Regions from separate parts of the Siniperca chuatsi genome. Here regions 2 and 3 are each linked to region 1. The links are chromatin contacts, called in public Hi-C maps. All regions are on one chromosome and are shown on one strand. The core of a region is the stretch at or near the end of the contact, and the rest is flanking DNA. Distances in the headings are between cores, read along the strand shown. Region 1 holds the start of zfp36l2 (mRNA decay activator protein ZFP36L2). Region 2 has its middle 7.2 kb from the start of LOC122884609. Region 3 overlaps thada (thyroid adenoma-associated protein).

Region 1 (3,694 bases), core at 379-2,878:
GGGATGGCGGGCACACGCTGCTCTGCATGTTCCCGTAGTAGGCACCGGTGGAGTGGTTGTTTGCGTAGCCGCTGGGGGTGTGCACAGCCAGGGGGGCCAATAAGGCTTTTAAGTCCTGTCCGGGGAAAGAGAAGGCACTGTTGATGCAGGACATAGAGTTGGGAGAAAGTACCTCCTCGTAGAAGCTGGAGACGGAGGTGCAGGAGGAGGCGGTGGTGGGTGGCGGTGGGGTCCTGGACGTGGGGCTGTCGAGCAGGGGAGACTCGAGTCCGTGGTGGGTGGAGAAGCCGGAGAAGCTGAGGCTGTGGTGAAGCTTTGGTCTGTCCCTCTGGATGTAGCCAAGCTGCTGCGGCGGCAGGACCTCCCTGTGACCGTAGCCGCACAGCTCGCGAGCCGACCTGGGCTCCCCCGCCTGCACGTTAGCGTTGGCGGCCGGAGCGGGCCGGCGTTCGTCGGCGTTGTGGATAAAGTGACACCGGGGACCGTACGGGCAGAAACCGATGGTGTGGAAGGTGCGGCACGGTTCCGTTTTGTACTTAGGGTGGCGGGACAAGCTCCTCAATTCGTGGTAGCCGTGAGCGAACTGACATTTCTCCCCGTACTTGCACGAGCCGTTCTCCTCGAAGGGCCGGCACAGCTCGGTCTTGTAGCGGGTGGAGTTGATCTGAGAGCCGGGCTTCTGCTGCAACACGCCCCGGTCTCCGTTCTCGCTGTAAGCGCGGTCGCGGAACTTGTTCTCCTTGTTCATGAGGGCCGTGGCGCTGCTGTTGCTGCTCGGTGTGTTCTCCTTCAGGCTGCTGTAGGAGCCCATCGAGTATTTGTTGCCGTTGTTCATCGCCTCCACGTTGCTGGTTGAGTTTCTGCGGAAAAATCCCGGTGTGAAGGAACCACCGGAGCCCGGAGTCGTGACTGGAGCCCCCACCGCTTTCTTGTCCAGCATGCTGTTGATGTGGAGGGCGTTCATGTTCATGCTTTTATCTTGCTGTAGGAAAGAAAAGACGAGTTAGCAATGTACTTCAGGCACCAATTATGCTACTATTTTGACCACATGGCATGTATGAGACAACTCTGTTTGCCTGCAATGTAACTTGTTGCCGCTGAACACATGCTAACTCCACTGAAGTTGAAGCACGCTGATTCAGCTATGCTTAAGTGCTTCACCCTGGATGCACTACGAAAAACTCCCCATATCTTGTCAAACTTTTACCTTGTAAAGCATGTCCATGTCGTAGAAAGCAGACAAGACGGTCGCAGACATCTCTTTTCCCCAAGTTTGCTGCCGCACTCCCTCTTTCATGGAGGACCGACCAGGATCCTTGAATGCGACGGGTGGTAGTTTGTGCCACGACTGGTTTTTGGTTGTGGAAAAGTTGCTTTAAAAGTTTGCAGTTTAAGTCCGTAGAAGATGGGGGGGAAAGGGGGGGCTAGGTTTGTATTGTTGAGTTGTAGGTGGCTTTAGTTCCTCCCCTCGAGAAGCGCTGAACCAGAGTGCTTCACTGTGCGCTCGAGCCTTTTCGCATGGGTATAAATGCCTGGCGGTGGCCGGGGAGGGGCGAAGTTTAGTCGGTGCAAACCTTTGCGAGGAGCCGCCTCCTCCCCTCCTCTCCGAAACAACTTCCATTCACCGGTTGGCCGCCTATTCTTTAACACCACGCCTTGAAATCCAACCCCAGCACCCCCATCCCTCCTCACACCCCTCAAAACTTTTTCTTTTCTTAAATCACACAACCAATTTTGTGGAAGTTGGTTTTGCTTTTTGGCTTGGCTCTCGCTGAGAAAGAATGTCGAACCATCAAGTGACGTTACTGCGCATGCAAGCTGCACATACCCCTGATCCTCTAACTGAAGCAGTACGTTTGGAGGCTGGGTGCCTTGCTCAAAAGCTCCACGACTGCATTACAATGAAAGGGAAATGGTTTCTCCCCTGCGCCCTACCCCCAGCAAAGTCCTGGGGTTTGAGCCGGCGACCTACCAGTGACAAGGCCACCCCTCTAGCCTCTGGACCACCACATTTGGAAGCTGACATGTATTTGTAATGGAAGGAAATGCTGCCTCTCCCTCCCTCCCCCTCTCTCCCTGTGGATGGGGTGAGACCACAAGAATGAGCGGAGAGGAGTCCAGGCAGAGTGCAGTACAATTTTTAGAATCCACTGGTTGCATAATCAACTTCCACAGTGCAACAGCAGCCTATTCCAGTCTACTACACATGGCAAAATAGACAGTTAATGCCTACTCTGCTCACATGACCTCCTCGTGTATTGTTTCAAACCTAAACTTCAAGATGTTGACTTTAACATCATATTAGAAATCTGTCACTCCTAAAGCACAACATGCCGAGTCATTAACACAAAACGGATTTACTCTGATTAAATCTTTTTTTAAAACCACTCCTCTGAGTTCCTCCCTAGCTTGTTTCCCCCCCCATCTCCGAGCCAGGACTGCAGGAATGTGGTTTTCATGTGGTACAGCGGAGCAACACTGCCCCCGTGAGAGCAAAATGGGAAATTGACTGGGAAAGACTGAGGCGCCACCTACTGAGCAGAGCCGGAGGAAGATTTCATTCAGGCCCATTTGGCTGCAATAATGTCATTTTTTTTTTTTTTATATATATATATATAAGGAGAAATTGTCCTGCCTCATCTTTTCACAGAGAGGATAAAGTAGACTTCCAAACACAGAGAAGCATCCATGTTTAGAGATGTTTTGTCAATTTCCACCCAGTCGCCACAGTCCCTTCCCTTTGTAAAGTCAAAGAGTGCAGTGCGGTTGCAATGAGCTGCCCCTGTCTCAACATGATGTAACCTTCCCAGGATGAAAATGTCAAACTACTCCACTCTACTCTTGGAGTTATGTCAAGTTTTAAAAACCACAGTGGAAAGATTGTGGAGTTGGCAGCAGAGGACGGGGCTCTATATCAGGGCTCCACAAGGCAGATATTTTGGTCAGGAGGGTGTAAAAACTTTGTGCAGCACATATCAACAGAAATTGCCGGGTTTCTGCGACACTGGTAACCATTAAGTCTTTTCCATATAGGATCATAATTGGAAGAGTGGTTATAAAAATGATTTTTCATTATGTGACATGATTCAATATTCTCTTAAGTGCTGAATGGTTTGGTTTGTAGAAGCAGGGAGGGAGGTAAAAAAAAAGAAAAAAAAAAAGAAGGGGAAATAGCAATAGGCGAAAAACAAGTGACATAAGAGCTTGGAATCTACTACTACCAACCCTAAAATTAGGCTGAGGGCTGCCCCAGGACTATTTGCGCTTTGTAAGTTGTGATAAATAGTTTAATGTGAAGGACAGACACAGGGAGGCTCCTGAGAAATCCCTTGAACATGTCCTCGTCCGCAGAAACCGCTCTCCCATCACACGGCTCTGTTTTTATTGGGGGATGTTGAGTTGTTCCAAAACATTACATCAGTTTTACTGTAACAGGGAACATGGCTACCAGGGAGGGAGAAGGGTCCAGCTGTAAGAAAGGGCAGCATGAATCCGTATGCACGCACACACACATACACACACGCACACACACACACAGAGAGGACAGTAGTCCATTGTGCCGTCCTCCTAATTACATAACCAGGAAAAGTAGAGGGAAGCATAAAAACACAGTCCAATGGGTAGAATCCTGCAGTAAATTAAATATCACAGGAAAATAACACCTCGTATAAACATATAGTAGAAGTCAAAGCAT
Region 2 (3,694 bases), core at 460-2,959, 71 kb before region 1:
TGTGTCTGATTATGCTCCTCGTGTGGAGTTCCTCAAGGCTCAATCCTGGGACCTGTGTTATTCTACCTTTACATGCGCCCCTTAGTTGCCCCTTTATATTCAGTTTACGTCTTTGTGAAACCTAGAGAACTTTCAAATTTATAAAATTGCCTTAAGATTAGTGCCTAGCTGTCTCGTAGTTGTCTGCAGTTAAATCACAACAAAACTGAAGTTTTTGAGACCTTTGAAATTTTACAACAGCAACTTCACCTGGCTTCTATCTCTGAGTTGGTGTCCAGAACCTAGGGTCATTTTTTTGATTCCTAGTGAGAAAGCTCTTACGTTGGTTATTTAGTCCCGTTGTTTTCAATTAAGAAATATTGACAAACCTACGCCGTCTTATCTTTCCAACAGCTCAAACAAAGCAGTGTTGGGCAGTACTAGTTTAACTACATTTCTCAGTAGCATGGTGGTTGTTTTCACTGTTTTCTGAATCAAATAGCTTTTCAGTAGCTTAGCTATTGATCAAGTAGTGCGGTAGCATCCACACAAGCTAACGTTACATCTCCATCGCATTTCAAATAAACTTGAGCATTTCTGCTCAAGCACAGCAGGGCTTTCTGCTGCGGTCTGAAATAAAACTGCTAAGGATCAGTAGGTGACGCCACCGTCCGACAGAGTAGCCGACAGAAGCACTTCCATATGACGGTGACATCACGTACCAATCCTTGGGCTGATGCCTACAACGTCTCTGCTGCAGCGGAATACAGACACACGAGCTTGAGTTGACACATTCAGGTGATTTCCGAATAGGCTAACACAACCAAGCTAACCATCACAATTCAGTGCAGTCTGCAAACACCAGCTAGCAACTTGTCAACAGCTAACCACTAGCTAGCTACAATTTTTTTCACTTTCTGTTGGCAGGAAGTGAATAAAATTAAGCGTGGTTGGTTTTGGAGCAGTGAGCGCAGAGAGCACAGCTTATTGACAGTTTTATTGATCACTGAGATAGCGTTGACTTGAAGTTGGTTCAATGTAAAAAAAAAAGTTTCTATGTAGTAAGCTACTTTTGCCATGTTACTGTAGCTTAGCTTGCTACATTTCTCTGGGGGTAGCTTCAGTTTAGTGAAGATTCATTTAATGTAGAGTAACTGGTAGCTTATCTCACTACAATTTCCAAGTAGCTTGCCCAACACTGTCAACCAGATATCTACGTAGCCTTAGAAAAGGCCACCTCCAACCCACTAAAACTTTTACAGAAGTTAGTGCAGCACTTAAGACTAGCCTCATCATCTTTAATATACACAGAATTCTGGTCTGATCTGCAGAGAAACCAATTCAACTTCTGCAAAAATGGAGTCCAGTGTGCAGGGTGTACTAGAGCTGACAGTTTTATGTTGCTGGTACATGTGTCAATGAGGAATAGTACATAGGAGGAGAAGGCTGTCAATCAGTGCACTGAATGGCCTGTGGCTTTAGATTTTCTTGCAAGATTGAATTCTAGTGTCAATTTTCCCATGTCAAATAGCAGAGTGATGTGGGGCGGTTGTGTAAGAGGATTCCTGACATGCATCTCTCTCTTTGTGTGTGTTTGTTTCCTGGAGTTTGTAAGGTTGCTTTCAGTGCAAGCATGCAGATGCTTGTAGCACTTGGGTGTGTTAGCGCACACCATCGCAAACACCATCAGTCTTTTGCACGTCTTAATCTATGCTCAGGCAGGAAGGATTAGCACTAGACTTGAAGAGGAGCACAACACATTTAGGGTTGCAGCATTTACGGTTGCGTCAACACAAGAAGAAAGAAGTGAAAAAGAGGCAGAGAGGGAGAGACAGAGTGTGTTTGTATGCTAGAGAGGAAGCCACCGTGGTGAGATAAACAGCTCTTATCTGTGGCAGTGAGCATATTGCAGGGCTGGTTGAGAAACCACAGTGTACGTAAGAGAACAGACAGGTACACAGGCTGAGTGTGCTAATGTGAGGGAGATCAGAGGTAATGATTAGCACACCACCTGTCTAATACACACACACACAGTCACATGCAATCAGACATACATATGAACGTATGTAATATATATATATATATATATATATATATTATTTCACACCTTGCAAAGTACATTGCACATATCACTTGTTTGTCACCCCAAAGCCACAAGATGAGATAAGAAAATATGTGCCTGTGCAAGACATTTATGTTTTTAATTAATTTTCATGCTTCTATTTAAGTTTGCAAGTGTGTGTGTGTGTGTGTGTGTGTGTGTGTGTGTGTGTGTGTGTGTGTGTGTGTGTGTGATTTTGCTTCTGTCATCCCTTCTTGTTTGTGTAAATCTGTTTTTGCATGTGTCTTTCCTAATAGGAAGCACTTGGTACGTGATGTATTTTGTCACTTTGCATGAACATGTGACTGAATAGGATGTATCTGTTTTGCCTGCTGACAACTGTACAACATGTATTTTTGTCTCCATGATGGTGCTCTGATGTCACTGATGTATATATTGATTCTCGAACTATTCCTGTGTCCAGTGTTGTCATGTATTTTTCCTTAAAGCTGCTACAATAAATATTTTATATTGACAATGGCTCAAACAACAATGTGTATGCGAAAGGTGTCACTCATAGTGGTGAACCCACAGAGAACTATCACCTGACTCTGCAGTTGGTTTTTCAGCCCACCCGCAATTTTACTCTTGGTTGAGTTTCATCACTCTTCCACCATGGTTTTCAGCCGATCAAACCCTAAAAAAATGACTGTATACTGTTCAGTTAGCACCATAGAGCAGACACACAAAATTAGCAGCTAGTTAGCGAACATAGCAGAGGATTTAGCAGCTGATGAGCCAGATATTTCCCTCAGGAGTTGGTAGAGACCAAAAACAGAACTAAAAGGAGAGTGAATATTGGACTGACATCAATTGGCCAAAAACATGACTCCATGAATGGTAATATTTCTTCATTTATGTTGGATGTGTAAATAAGTAACTGTTAGATAACACATTAGCCATATCAACATTATCTATAATGTGATAATATATCAATGTTGTGTTTACAGCTTGTTATGAAAATCAATTCATGCAGCGGTAAATTTTCGGTCAATGAAGTTTAAGTTTCTCTTGATAGCACTCTGTTTGAAGGGCCATGGTGTCTATCACCACTCTTCTCTTAATCTTGATATGCTAACTCATCATGTACTGTGTGCCAGATGGGGTTTATTTTTCTTCCAGAAACAGACTTTAAATGCTGAGAATCAGTTCTCAGACTACACCAGACTTTTGACTACCTTTGAATGCAGGTAAAAACAAATGTACACTACCTTTGACTAGCCCTGATCCAGGACCACCATATTCTCCTTATACTGAAAATTTAAAGAGCATTTCACTGTTTTTCCCTTTTGATCAATGTTTCAAAGAAACTAACCGCTGATGATGTCATCAGGGTTATCTTGGATTGGCCTTGATACTTCAAATTTAAACAGAACTAAACAGACAGTGTTACAAACTGGGGACATGGAGTTTAAAAGATGTGTGCATTTACCAGGCAGTGAGCATCTAATGAAAAATGCTATAAAGTTGTAATATGGGAAGTGTAGGATCCAGTGTTTTTGGAGTTTGACCCATACTAGGGACTTAAAGTCAGGATATCTTGGCCCATGCTCCACCACATCTGTCCATTCTTTTTTAAATCTGTCTCTTGCAAGCCTCCAAACTTACCACACT
Region 3 (3,694 bases), core at 339-2,838, 71 kb after region 1:
ATGGATGCATCAGTATTAACATTCTAATAACTTAATACATAATAATATATCACTTGCAGGCACAACTTTTCTGTACTTATGATAGTATAACTACATTTTTCTGATAATACGTCTGTACTTTTACTTATGCAGGATTTGGAATGCAGGACTTTACTTCTAATGGAGTATTTCTTTCAGTGTTGTGTTGTATTGGTACTTCTGCTTAAGTAAAAGATCTGACACTTTACACACCACTGATAATAGGTTCTACAAGCAATCCTGCTGAGATGTCGTTGAGCAAAAAAAAAACAAAAACAAAAAAACATACCATGCTCAAAAGCACCTCAGTAAAAAAGAAAACTGAGGGAATGCATTTATTTACTTCTAAAGACTGACGCTTTGAAAGGATTCGGAAAAGCTGAAGAAGGCTGTTTGGCGAAACGTTGAAATGTATCGGCGTTATGAGTGTGCAGCTTTCTCTTTCTCATTTTTATTAAAGTGCACCTAAATAACATTGATATGGACATTTCTGCATGTACAATAGCACATGTAGTGCAAAGTGAGGAGTTGACAGAGGCCCGTGATAAAGCTGGAGGCTTTGGTTGGAATGCAGAGAGCAATCTTTGCTCTGTCAGCTTTGTTTACAATTGCATTTATCTCAGCGACGATATCGGATCAACATCAATGCACGGTCACAGAGCGGAGAAGCCTGAGTCTGGGCTTAGTGGAACGATGATCCATAAGCAAACAATATGTCTGGATTCAAGTAACTATGTAAAATACACAGCTGAAATTCCCACAGACAGCAAGAAGCTCAAACTTCCCAAAAACACAAATACACACACTGCCATAAATAAACTGGTTTGTGTGAGAGGGAAATGTGTTTATGCTCCAGCTTCAGTGGACCAAGAGGCTCTTACACACAGAGCCAAATATTAGAGTGGACAAGCTGTCACAATGCATTTTCTGCTGCCAGAGATCACAACAGTAAAATCATGGTAATAACAAAAACCAGACATACAACTGACTGTGGAAAAGACAAACTCCCAAAGTTATAAATGAGTTGCAGCTTTCTTGCTCATACACGCACAGTTCTGTACCAATTTCAGGTCAATACAATGAGATTTACTGCCATGACAACTGCATGTTACAATAGCACTATTGTAACATAAATATAATGATTTCTAAACTAAAAATATTCAAAGATAAACATGTCACACTAGAATACAATAGTTTCAATGCTAATTTTCTTAGTAATTCTTCTATTTGACATTAATCACAGCACACGAATTCTCCCACATGCATATAAAAATCACCCCACACAGTAATAATAAGAAAGAAAGCAGCAGACAAGAGGAAGGGGAGATAACTAAAAGCTATACAAAGGGAGGGACAGCAGACTAAAAACACAAAACAGACAAGATAAACAGGAGCAGCCTTGGCTTGGTTAGGAGTATTCTGAGGCCTTCAGCAAAGCAGCCAATAGAAATACAGTAAAGGGAGCCAGACAGAGCTTCCTGGAGCAGGGCCCAAAGCCCTGTGAAACTTTAGCCTGGATTATCTGTGGGGTAACAAATCACTTCTGAGCTCAATGTAGACGTCACTACAACTATCATACTCCAACAAAGCACATTATTGTTCATGTCTGTTTTAATATGCTCCGAATACTACCGAATACTGTATCAGTTCTAACAGGGGCCCAGTAAGATATCAATCATAGAAAGGTTTTATACATTATGGTTTCAAGGTGTACAAGGCCACTCTGCATATTTGCATTTCCAAACAGCAGTGAGGTAACAGGTTTAACGAGAATAAGTCTACAGCCATGCTAATGGCAATGATGTTGCTAGGTACGAGTGCTGCTTCTCTGATGCATTCAAATCTGAAAGGACGCAGTAAACTCACTATGCGCGCCCAGGGGATGCACCCTATTTTTTCCCCAGACAATGCTACATTGCGAACAACAATTATTATTATATATTATTATCAGCCTCTTATAAAAGGCTGCAGCCACAGAAGACAATCCACAAATGTGTACCATGATCCACAAATATTTCACTATGCACAAACTTGTTTGGTTTTTTTTTTGTTTGTTTTTTTACTTGTTTTGTGTAAAGTCATATCCACAAAAATACAGAGCGATTTGCAAATATGCATAACTTACATATTTTAATTTCACATAAAAATATTATAGATTTTACAAATGTAAAGAGTTTCACCACAACAAATACTTGTAAGGTGATATTTATGCATTTGTGGATCCATTTTTACATGTGAAACAGGTTTTGCACATTTGTAGATTGCTTCCGGTCAGCTTGTGGGCCATGTGACATTTGTGACTTCCCTCCTATTTATTTGTGGAATTTAGTCCAATTTGTACCGCAGAAGATCTGTAAAAAGGAATCCGCAATGTGAGGTGCAGTTACTAGCTACACCAGCAGGTGGAGATATTCCCTCACATGAGCTGATGGAACTACAGTCTGTACTGGAAGAAGAGTCAACTGTAGACCCGACCCTACTCTGCCTCTGATTGGCTATACCGTTCCAGGCGTCTGCTAAACACTAACGCTAGCCTAGCTATGATTCTAACCAGCGCTATGACCTAGACATTGCTGATTCCTAAGAAAATTAGCAATGGAACTATTGTATTCCAGTGTGACTTTACAATGCTTGTACATGTTTATCTTTTAATATTTTTAGTTTAGAAAAGATTCTTTTTATCTTACAATAGTGCTATTGTAGCGTGCAGTTGACATGGTAATCCTTTTCTGAATTTATTCTTTTTTTTAAAGAATATATATTAAAAAAATATTATTTAGTAAAAAAAAAAAAAAAAGAACTGATAAGAGTAGTAGTATCAATAAAATCCTAATGATACCCATCCCTAAACACGAGTTTAACACAACAATTTGTCAAAAAACACAAATTTTATTGGGGACCCACTCAAGTGACCACCTGTGGGCTCTGGGGACTAACTGTGAACATGCAGATGTTTAGCAGGTATTATGTTTACCATGTTCACCATTTTAGTTGACATAAAATACAGAGCTGGAGCAGGGACATGGTTAGCCTAGCTTAGCATAACAAGGCTAATGCAAGTCGTAATTACGACTGGGAAGCTCGGATTTTTCTGAAAGCTCTGATATATCCGACTTGGCACAGAGCTTGCTGGGTACAATTTGGGTGATAGTTGTTTTAAGTGTTTGTTGTTTCTTACTATACGTCGTCCTAACTATGTATGAATTTCAATGTATCACAATATATTGAAAATACATTTCTTGAGTGTCTAGACACAAACCTATATGTTTTTTGTGCAAAGAAAAGAAAGTGATTGTGATACTGGCAAATAAGACATGCATTTCTGGGGAAAATGTGCCTGCTACACCATCAAATATGTTCCTGTGATTACATAATCCTGTGGAACCTGTTGCAGAATCCCAAGTGCTTAACTCCACCTGTCCTGCATCTAAGTTGGATACAACAAATTATAAAATATATGTGGAAAAAACACTTGACCCAGGTCTGCTATCATTTTCATTATCAAGGTTTCCAAATACTTGTATGGTTGTTTGACAAGGCATTGGGAGCCTGCTATAATTTAAGACTCTTTTCCAGAAACCTCAAAAACAAACCACACTTTTTCAAACAATCTTTGACAGCACAGCAGGACTCACAACTGATAACCTTCCAACGAAAACTCAGACAGTTAAACCTC

Evidence for each region. A called contact is a pair of places that touch in the nucleus more often than the background predicts.
Region 2: a contact with region 1 is called in a Hi-C map of liver, with 2.9 times the contacts expected there. The contact joins the enhancer-like site here to the promoter of zfp36l2 in region 1. A contact is called at or near these places in 3 of 3 Hi-C or Micro-C datasets (liver, skeletal muscle and an unstated tissue).
Region 3: a contact with region 1 is called in a Hi-C map of an unstated tissue, with 3 times the contacts expected there. The contact joins the enhancer-like site here to the promoter of zfp36l2 in region 1. A contact is called at or near these places in 2 of 3 Hi-C or Micro-C datasets (skeletal muscle and an unstated tissue).

What each region holds. Positions count from the first base shown.
Region 1 is chrLG11:6,119,101-6,122,794 of ASM2008510v1, forward strand. zfp36l2 (mRNA decay activator protein ZFP36L2) reads right to left here and starts at 1,629. Exons shown (of 2, transcript XM_044214730.1): 1 at 1,208-1,629; 2 at 1-982. The coding sequence starts at 1,297.
Region 2 is chrLG11:6,047,617-6,051,310 of ASM2008510v1, forward strand. No RefSeq gene overlaps it. Among protein-coding and RNA genes, the nearest start is that of LOC122884609, 7.2 kb to the left of the region's middle. Within about 2 kb of position 1,710, the one cell type or tissue checked has an H3K27ac peak away from gene starts, as active enhancers do. A contact at or near this core is called in liver, where this site is marked.
Region 3 is chrLG11:6,189,818-6,193,511 of ASM2008510v1, forward strand. The region is part of intron 26 of thada (thyroid adenoma-associated protein); the gene reads right to left. Among protein-coding and RNA genes, the nearest start is that of LOC122884610, 33 kb to the right of the region's middle. Within about 2 kb of position 1,589, the one cell type or tissue checked has an H3K27ac peak away from gene starts, as active enhancers do.